2 separate regions of the Mus musculus genome follow, and region 2 is linked to region 1. A link is a contact called in public promoter capture Hi-C data. All regions are on one chromosome and are shown on one strand. Each heading gives the region's core, a stretch centred on a gene start, on an enhancer-like site or on the middle of the called end of the contact. The rest is flanking DNA. Distances are from core to core; before and after follow the strand shown.

Region 1 (4,833 bases), core at 422-2,921:
TCAGTCCATCATCATGGTGGGAACATGGCAAAGTACAGACAGGCATGGTGCTAGAAGAGCTGAGAGTTCTACATCTTGATCAGAAGGCAGCCAGGAGGAGGGTCTGGATCACACTGGCCAGGACTGAGCATATATATATATATATATATATATATATATATATATATATATATACCTCAAAGCCCCGCCTCAACAGTGACACACTTCCTATAACAAGGCCACACCCCCTAAGGCCACACCTCCTAATAGTGCTGCTTTCCATAGGCCAAGCATATCCAAACCACCATAAGTGTAGAATATCTTTCTTCAGCTGCTCTCCTTATTCTTTTGTTTGTTTCTTGTTATGCAGCCTTGGCTGGCACAGAGATCCTCCTGACTCTGTCTACCGAGTGCAGTGGTCAAAGGTGTGTGCTGCCACCGACTGGCTTCCATCTTGATTTTTTTTGAGAGGAGCTCTCCGGTTGAACTTGGGGCTCATTGATTTGCCAGGACGACTGACCAATAAGCTTCAGGAGTCCCCCTGTCACTCGTGTACACCCTAAACACCAAGGCTGGGGTTATAAGCACACTCCACCATGGCTGCTTTTCAAATGGGTTCAGGGGATCTGAACTCATGTCCTCGTGCTTGTACGGCCAACATTTTACTGAGTCATCTCTTCCTCCCTTGTTCCTTAATAAACTGCAGGGTCCTGTGTATACCAAAGAATTGTTTTAAAGTAAATGTCTTTCTGATTTATGGTGAGCGTTTGGTTTGTGGACTTGTTTTTAATGTATGTAGCTATCTGAGATCATGTAAAGATGTCTCAAGCTTTGTAATTTGAGAAAGGAGTCAGTGTGGAAACCATTTGAGAAGCTGCGTTTCAGTGATGTACTGGTCTGGAATCCTAGATCCTGGGCCTCCATCTTCTGGGGGTGGAAGAGGAGGAGAGAGGGCAGATGTCTTTCATGCTCAGACTCATGGTTCTGAGGGAGATAGGGAGATAGAAAGTTGAGTTTCCCTGGAGAGGTCAAGCCAGTCTAGAGAGAGAGCTCGGCCTCCCCTTGGTGCCTCTGTCCATGGATCCCATCCTACAACACAGGGACCACACCCTCTAAGGACCTATTGCACCCTTGGTCTTGGACCTTCTGGCCCAGTGGAGTTGGTATTCTAGAGGGACTGTTGGCAAGTGACTCTGGAGGTCTCTAAAAGGTGGTGCTGACCTGCAAGCCCAGCAGGGACATCGTAGATCTAAGAATAGCCTGAGTTACATAATGACACCCTGTCACAAAAAAACAAGCAAACAAACAAACAACAAAAACTTAGAAAGGGGGCTGGCTGGGAGTTTAGCTCAGTGGGTGTAGTACTTGTCTGGCATACCCGAAGAGCAGAGGGCAGGCCAGAGAGATCAGGACTGAGGACTCTTCTCCACAATAGGAAAAACTGACCACCTGGCTGAGTCCAATTCCCGCCAAGCCACTGTAGTTCCCAGAGAACTGGAGGGCTAGGGACACAGGGACAATGCCAGGGACAAAGAGCTGGGGCCAGGGGCCCTGGGGGTTAGACTTATGGCCTCTCCTGACCTCAGCAGAGAAACTAGCCTTGTTGGGCACAGCCAAGTCACAGAGACCAGCCTGGGGGGGTGGGACCAGGGCAGTGAAAGGCCCAGAGAAAGGATTAGTCCAAGCCCAGAGGCCTGGCAGGTGCCATGGCAACCTGGAGCCCGAGCTGGGACAATAGGCCTGTGTTAACACCCTCTGTCTGCCTCTGTGGGGCTGGGGGCTTGTTAACCAGCTTAGCAGGCTGAGGGCGGCCATTCACATGGAAATATGGGCTTTGGAGCTGAGGGTGTGGGAGGTGACCGGGCAGGTGCAGGGACAGAGGGAAGAGTGAGTCTTACCTTCTTGCCTGGCCCACATTCCCACACTGCCCAGGGCTCAGCCATGTGTCCTGGGGGGTGGGAGTGGGTTGTTACTCTGTACGTGGACAGCGTGGGCAGCCCAGGCTTTATGGGACCCACAAAACATGGGATTGGTGAGGGTCCTGGGGAGGGCAGTGGGTGGGCTCTGGAGGTGAGAGACCTGTAAATGGAGATACTATAATGAGATGGACAATCTGTACTGCTACCCCAAAGCCAACCTTACCCTAAGGACTTTGAGGGTGTCCCTTCCTTCTCAGTTCTGTCGCCAGCCCCAGGCCCCGCTGTGCCTCTGGCTCCAGCCTCTGTCGACACAGGAGGCTGGCCTTGTAGCTTAGTTGCTCTCCTCTTCCACCCAGATGGCTCCCCTCCCCTCTGCCTCCTCACACCTGTTCCTTCTGCCCAGCCCCCATCTGGAACCCTCCCCCAGCCCAGCCCAGCCCAGCCCTGGTCCACCCTGCCTCACAGAAACCTTTCCCAAGCCCCCCCTACCCTCTAATGTAGTTCAGGCATTTGGTAGCATTTCTGATTTCTTTCAGATTTCCTATTCTACTCAGGCAGGTCTCTCCAAACTGCCATGTCAGGCCCTAGGCGTGTCTAGGGAGAACACTCACACAGGACTTACAAGAGGGACCAGTCCCTGACCATGTTGGGGGATGGCAACAGGTCAGGCCTCGAAGCCTCATTCTGAGGTTGCATGATGCTCACACCATCAGGGGAGGGACAGAGCCCCGAGGCTCCACTATGGCGCTGGGGAAAGCCCCTTGCAAACTGAGATGCCCTGGAATGCTTGGGCAGGCCAGAGTGACAGGGAAGGAGCCAAGCAGGTGTCTAAGCCTCTGTTGATGCAGGATTACAGCCATCTGGCTGCATCTCCGGGCAGTGTCCCTCCCTCCTGGCTCTGGGAAGCCACCAGGCAAGGCAGGGAGAGCTGCAGCAGTGGCAGGGTCAGTCTCAGTCTCTGCATGGAGAGAGCCGAGCATCTGAGGTGTGGAGAACCAGGGTGGCTCTGTAGTAGCCTCTGGGTTGGGACCTCTAGGTGGATGCTTCCCTTCGTGAGTTGGGGGAGGGGAGAGGCTCCCACGGGAGAAAAAGAAGCCCTGACAGTTTGTCCAGCAGGAAGCTGTGGTCATGGCCCTCTGCCAGAAGCTGTGTCCTTGTGGGGAAACTGAGGCTCAAGGGCAATGGTAGACTCGTGCCACTTAAAAATATTGTGCAGCCTGGTGTGGTGGCGCACGCCTTTAATCCCAGCACTCGGGAGGCAGAGGCAGGTGGATTTCTGAGTTCAAGGCCAGCCTGGTCTACAAAGTGAGTTCCAGGACAGCCAGGGCTATACAGAGAAACCCTGTCTCAAAAACAAACAAACAAACAAACAAACAAAAAATGTGCACAATGTGTGTGATGTGTGCTTAGCACATACATATAAAGATTCTCTCCGTCCATTACCTACTGAGACAGCCTCCTTCTTCCTTCCTCCCTTCCTTCCTTCCTTCCTTTCTTTTTTTTAATTTATTTTTTATTTTTTAATTTTTTTTAGACAGGATCTCATTTATTCCCTGTATTCCCATGGGGCCTTGGGCTCGACTCTGATCCTCTATCTCCATCTCCCAGTGTTGGGATTGCAGGCACGTTCAGCCACACATGTTTTTCTTGCAAATCTATGCCTCTGACAGAGACAAAAGCTGCCCCAGGACAGACAGACACCTGGGTTTTCCAAACCAGCTTTTAGGTCCCCAGCCCTGGAATCCTTCCTTGGGTACACATGGGCACACACACACAGACACCCCCCCCACACACACACACACAGAGCTATGTGCCAGCTTGTGAAACTGTTGGGGGACTAAAGACTTAGACCTAAGGTGAGAACTGTGTCTTTTAGGTTTTTGCAGGTGATGTAACCTGCTTTATACCTCAGGTTTCTACTCTCCCTTTGTCACCTTTTTTACTGGCAGCCAGCAGAGCAGGTCACTGCAAGGAGTCAGGGAACTTAGAAGATCTTAGGTCCCTGAGCCCCACCACACACACACACACACACACACACACACACACACACACACACACACACACACCCGCTCACATTTGTGTTGGGTCTCCTCCGAGCAGAGTGAGGCCCCAGCTGCACACAGCTGGCAGGAGGGAGGGGCACGCTGGAAACATGAGCAGGCTCTGCCCCCACCCCCAGGTCCCAAGGATGAGCTTAGGGCGCCATCAGAGACTCTGGCTGGGCTAGACACCTCCCCTTCTGTCCTCTGTCCCCCTCCTCAGCCTGCCATCTGCCCCTGTCTTTCCAGTGGAGGGGGAGGGGCTACCCACATTCCTCAGCATGGCCCCTCCCCACATCTGGTGCTTCCCTAGCGCCCTGCCTTCCCTACCTTGTCCAAGGATCACACTGGTCCAAAAAGAAGTGCTCTCCCTGCACACACACCACCTCTGGTAGGTCCCCAGAGTTCTCTTGAGGATGCCTTGAGAGGTCCTTTGAAAAAGTCCCTAAACCTGTTGGCCCCTTCCACGTTGGAACATTCAGGGACAGAGTGGAGAAGTCTGATTGGATACCCACCACATGTCTGACTAAAGTCTGTTCCCTACAGGGACGGAGGGACTAGGATGTCAGGGCAGGGGATGGATCAAATGAGCCCCGGACCCATCCTGACCCTGGGAGGTCTTCCGTGGATGGGTGAAAGGATGCCTCTTGTCCTTGATGATCCTATGTGGGAGTACAGTAGAATGTGGGATACCTAGAGTCTCCAGAGGAAACAGAGACAACCTAGGATGCCTGGCTTAGCCTCACTGATCCCCAAAGCCACTCTGAGCGTCAGAGAAGAGGGAATGCATGGAAACTGGCAGTAGCAGGGCTTAGAAGAGTGTACCAGCTCAGAGGATGTGTCTGCTTGCTGCACTGATCCTCTCTCACTCTCTCTCTCTCTCTCTCTCTCTCTCT
Region 2 (4,572 bases), core at 1,971-4,470, 1.9 Mb before region 1:
ACCTTCGGAAGAGCAGTTGGGTGTTCTTACCCACTGAGCCATCTCACCAGCCCCTGTTTTGTATTTTGAGACAGGGTTTCTCTGTGTAGCCCTGGCTGTCCTGGAATTCACTCTGTAGACCAGGCTGGCCTCGAACTCAGAGATCCACCTACCTCTGCCTCCCAAGTGCTGGGATTAAAGGCGTGTGCCACCATGCCTGGCACACGCCTTTTTTTTTTTTTTTTTTATGGTCACAGGACCTTTTGTATGCTCATCCATGTGTATTGGTGAATATACATGTGTTCATGAGTGCATAAGTGTGGGAGCTAGGGCATGACCTCAGGTGTTATCCTCAGGAGCTGTCCACCTCATTGGTCAGCATCCCATCAGGCAGGCTCTCTAGCCTTCCAGTACAGGAATCTGTCTGTATCCCTTCTCTAATCCCGTCTGCAAGTGTGCCCCCACTGGGCCCAGTTTTTATATGGGTTCCAGGGATTGAGCGCATGTAGCATCCTGGAGATGCCTACATAGCCACACTTCTCTGACTGACCCTTTCCCCGGAAGAAGCACAGGATCTCAACTAGTTATGAAAGTGTAATTTCTCTGGGAGGCATTTGTCAGTTTGGATGACTAAGAAGCTTAAACGTGGAGCTGGAGCACTGGCTCAGTGGTTGAAAGCACATGGCAATCTTCCAGAGGATCAGAGTCTGAGTCTCAGCACCTCTGTCGGAGCAACAGCTGCTGGGGTGAGTGTATACGCACTGACAAATACACAGACACATGCAAATAAAAATAAAACCATAAGAAAGGAATTTGAGCTTGACAGTGGACAAGAGAGACAGAGCCCATTGAAACCTTAGAAAGGCAAGAAGGTAGCACTGAGACCTGCCCTCCTTTCGGAGGAAGCTGGGCTCTCCAGAGGCTAGCATGTTGAGTACCTATCTGGCACATAGATAACAAGGAAAGTTATCTTTCTCCACCTGGGTTCTGGATGGTGAAAAATTTAAAAACTTTCTTGATAATTAAAAAGCACATTTTGTCCCACATGTATTTGGGTCTGGATTATAGTGGATAAAACATTAAAAGTCATACCAGGTGTGGCACACCTTTAATCCCAGGACTCAGGAGATAGAGGCAGGAGGATCTCTGTGAATTTGAGGCCAGCCTTGTCCACATATTGTGCTCTAGGACAACCAGAACTATACAGAGAGACCCTCTCTCAAAGAAGAAAAAGAAAAGCAAAAAGAAAAGAAAGAAGCCGGGCGTGGTGGTGCACGCCTTTAATCCCAGCACTCGGGAGGCAGGGGCAGTCGGATTTCTGAGTTCAAGGCCAGCCTAGTTTACAAAGTGAGTTCCAGGACAGCCAGGGCTATACAGAGAAACCCTGACTCAAAAAAAAAAAAAAAAAAAAAAAAGAAAAAAGAAAAGAAAGAAAAGAAATCACATACACAGCTTAGTACAAGAGCATCTAGCAAAACCAAAGGAAATCCTACCTGGATTTCCATATTCACCAGGCATGGGCATCCCAGTCCTCTCCACAAATGAGCTCATAACAAAAATCAGAGAACACAAAAGGGAAAAATGCCCAGAAATTCATGAAAGACAGCACACTACAGAATTAGACTCTCGGAGACATTACTGGCTACTGAATACTAATGAATGCTCACCATATTTGAAGAGATGGTAGGATGAAAACAGTGTATCACCTCCAAAATAGAGACAGATGTTTAAAAGAACAAGAGAATTATGCTGGTTAACTTTAACTGTCAACTTGTCACAATCTAGAATCAACTAGAAAGTTCTTTTTTTAAAAAAATGTTTTCGCCTTTAATCCCAGCACTCGGGAGGCAGAGGCAGGTGGATTTCTGAGTTCGAGCCCAGCCTGGTCTACAAAGTGAGTTCCAGGACAGCCAGGGCTATACAGAGAAACCCTGTCTTGAAAAAAAAAGGTTTTCCAAGTTTCCAAGTTTTAATTATGTGTAAGCATGTGCCATCAGAGGCCAGAGGTATCATAGGGAACCAATCTCCTATCCTGGAAAAGCAACAGTGGTGCCTTCTCCTCCTCCCATCCTTCTTCTGAGCCACCTTTCCAGCCCTGGGAAGAGATTCTTAATGAGGAATTACCTAGATCCAGTAGACTTGTGGGTGTGTCTGTAGGGGACTGTCCTGAGTGTTCATTTACACAGGAGATCCAGCCCATTGTGGGCATTCCCGTCCTTAGGCAAGGGACCCTGGACTGTATAAACAGGAGAAATAGATAGATGGATGACAGGAAGCAGGCATGGGTACATTTGTTCTCACTGCTCTTGACTGAGTGTGATGTGGCTAGATATCTTAAGTTCTTCTCACCTTCCCTGTAACTGACGGTAACCTGGAATTGTAAGCCAAATAAACCCTTTACCCCTAAGTTGTGTTTTCGTTTGTTTTTTTTTTTGTCAGCAACAGGAGTGAAACTGGAACAATTATGCTACCAGTAACACAAAGGTAAGTATTTAAAAGAATATGTAAGTTGGTTCTCTCAGTGGTAGTGTGTGAGGCGCTTGGATCCCAATACCACAAAAGCAAAGAGTGCACTTCAGTGGTGCTTCAACTGCACACTATATATAACTTAAGTGAGAATGGAGAAGTGGGAGATCTGGCGTCACCCAGGAACAAGCACAGATCTGGAGCACGGGAAGAATGGGAAGGTTTATCCTGTATCCAAACGAAGAGAACAAAGAGAATGTCGGGAAGAGCATATTCCAAGCATAGGCGTGGGAATCTTCTAGAGGCCACAAAATAAAAAGGACTTCTTGCTCTGATGCAGGAAATCCAGCGCGCCCTTGTAAATTGAGTATATTCACCTTGCACGCACGCACACAGCAGTGGAACTGTGGGATACTGAGAACAGAAATCTGAGTATGGGCTGGCAGAAGACGACGAAAGGGCCATAGTTTTGGCTTGATGGTAACTTCTCAGCAGGAGCCAGGGAAAGTAGAAGCCACCCCAAGAAGTGACACCAGGCCTGATGAGAGCACCACTGTCGCCCTGGGCCTAGCTGGAGCATCCTCTGGAACCTGCTTGGGGATAGAGGACAGTGCATTGTCCCTCAAGAGAGACTTCTCAGAACCGGGCAGGCCGGGCCGGGATGGAGCTCTTCCGGAAGCCTTCTAGCGCGAGAATTTCCTCCAATCTCGTGAGAGCGGCAGCGGCATCGGCCGGTGCGTGCGTGTGCCGTCGGTTCTGGAACGCGACCGCTGAGGAGCCCGGCGCCATGTTGGCCCGGAGGGATACCAGGGGAAGCGCTTGAGGCGGCGGGCTCGGAGCGGAGCGGGGGCCGACAGGGCCGGCCGGCAGGAGCCCGCCCCTCGCGCCTTCGGATCATGAGCCGAGCAGAGGCCGTCGAGGTCGCGGTGGCGGGGCAGGTGCCCTGGCGGCGCGGGAGCTAGAGATGATGCCATTTGCGGTGACCACCCAAGGAGCACAACAACCGGCTCCCGCCCCGAAGCAGTTCGGCATATCGTCCCCCATCAGCCTGGCCGCCCCCAAGGACACAGACCGCGAACTCACCCAGAAGCTGATCGAGACCCTCCAGCCCTTCGGGGTGTTTGAAGAGGAAGAGGAACTGCAGCGCAGGATTTTAATTTTGCAGAAATTAAATAATCTGGTGAAGGAATGGATCCGAGAAATCAGTGAAAGCAGGAATCTTCCACAAGCTGTAATTGAGAATGTTGGGGGGAAAATTTTTACGTTCGGCTCTTACCGATTAGGAGTACACACGAAAGGTGCAGATATCGATGCTTTGTGCGTTGCACCAAGACACGTGGATCGAAATGACTTTTTCACCTCCTTCTATGACAAATTGAAACTACAAGAGGAAGTAAAAGATTTAAGAGCTGTTGAGGAGGCCTTTGTGCCGGTTATCAAACTGTGTTTTGATGGAATAGAGATTGATATTTTGTTTGCAAGATTAGCATTGCAGACTATTCCAGAAGATTTGGACCTACGAGATGATAGTCTGCTTAAAAATTTAGATATTAGGTGCATAAGAAGCCTTAACGGTTGCCGGGTAACTGATGAGATTTTACATCTAGTACCAAACATTGACAGCTTCAGGTTAACACTGAGAGCCATCAAATTATGGGCCAAATGCCACAACATCTATTCCAATATATTGGGTTTCCTTGGAGGTGTTTCCTGGGCTATGCTAGTAGCAAGAACTTGCCAGCTTTACCCAAATGCAATAGCATCCACTCTTGTGCGAAAATTTTTCTTGGTGTTTTCTGAGTGGGAATGGCCAAATCCAGTGTTGTTAAAAGAACCAGAAGAACGAAATCTTAACTTGCCTGTATGGGACCCAAGAGTGAATCCTAGTGACAGGTACCATCTTATGCCTATAATTACACCAGCATACCCACAGCAGAACTCCACGTACAATGTGTCTGTTTCGACCAGGATGGTCATGATTGAGGAGTTTAAACAAGGACTTGCTATCACACATGAAATTCTGCTGAATAAGGCAGAATGGTCCAAACTTTTTGAAGCTCCAAGCTTTTTTCAAAAATACAAGCATTATATTGTACTTCTGGCAAGTGCGCCAACAGAGAAACAACA

Evidence for each region. Promoter capture Hi-C pulls out the DNA fragments that hold promoters and counts their contacts.
Region 2: a contact with region 1 is called in a promoter capture Hi-C map of embryonic stem cells, with 4 times the contacts expected there. The contact joins the promoter of Papolb here to the enhancer-like site in region 1. A contact is called at or near these places in 6 of 39 promoter capture datasets (the 3T3-L1 cell line, the SN4741 cell line, cranial neural crest and 3 more) and 1 of 115 datasets of contacts at active chromatin or transcription factors (embryonic stem cells).

What each region holds. Positions count from the first base shown.
Region 1 is chr5:140,581,064-140,585,896 of GRCm38.p6, reverse strand. No RefSeq gene overlaps it. Among named protein-coding and RNA genes, the nearest start is that of Gm30603, 13 kb to the left of the region's middle. Within about 2 kb of position 1,671, at least 79 of the 459 cell types and tissues checked have an H3K27ac peak or open chromatin away from gene starts, as enhancers often do. A contact at or near this core is called in embryonic stem cells, where this site is marked.
Region 2 is chr5:142,528,724-142,533,295 of GRCm38.p6, reverse strand. It overlaps Papolb (poly (A) polymerase beta (testis specific)), which reads left to right and starts at 3,220. Exons shown (of 1, transcript NM_019943.2): 1 at 3,220-4,572. The coding sequence starts at 3,410. All of the region lies in intron 2 of Radil (Ras association and DIL domains), which reads left to right.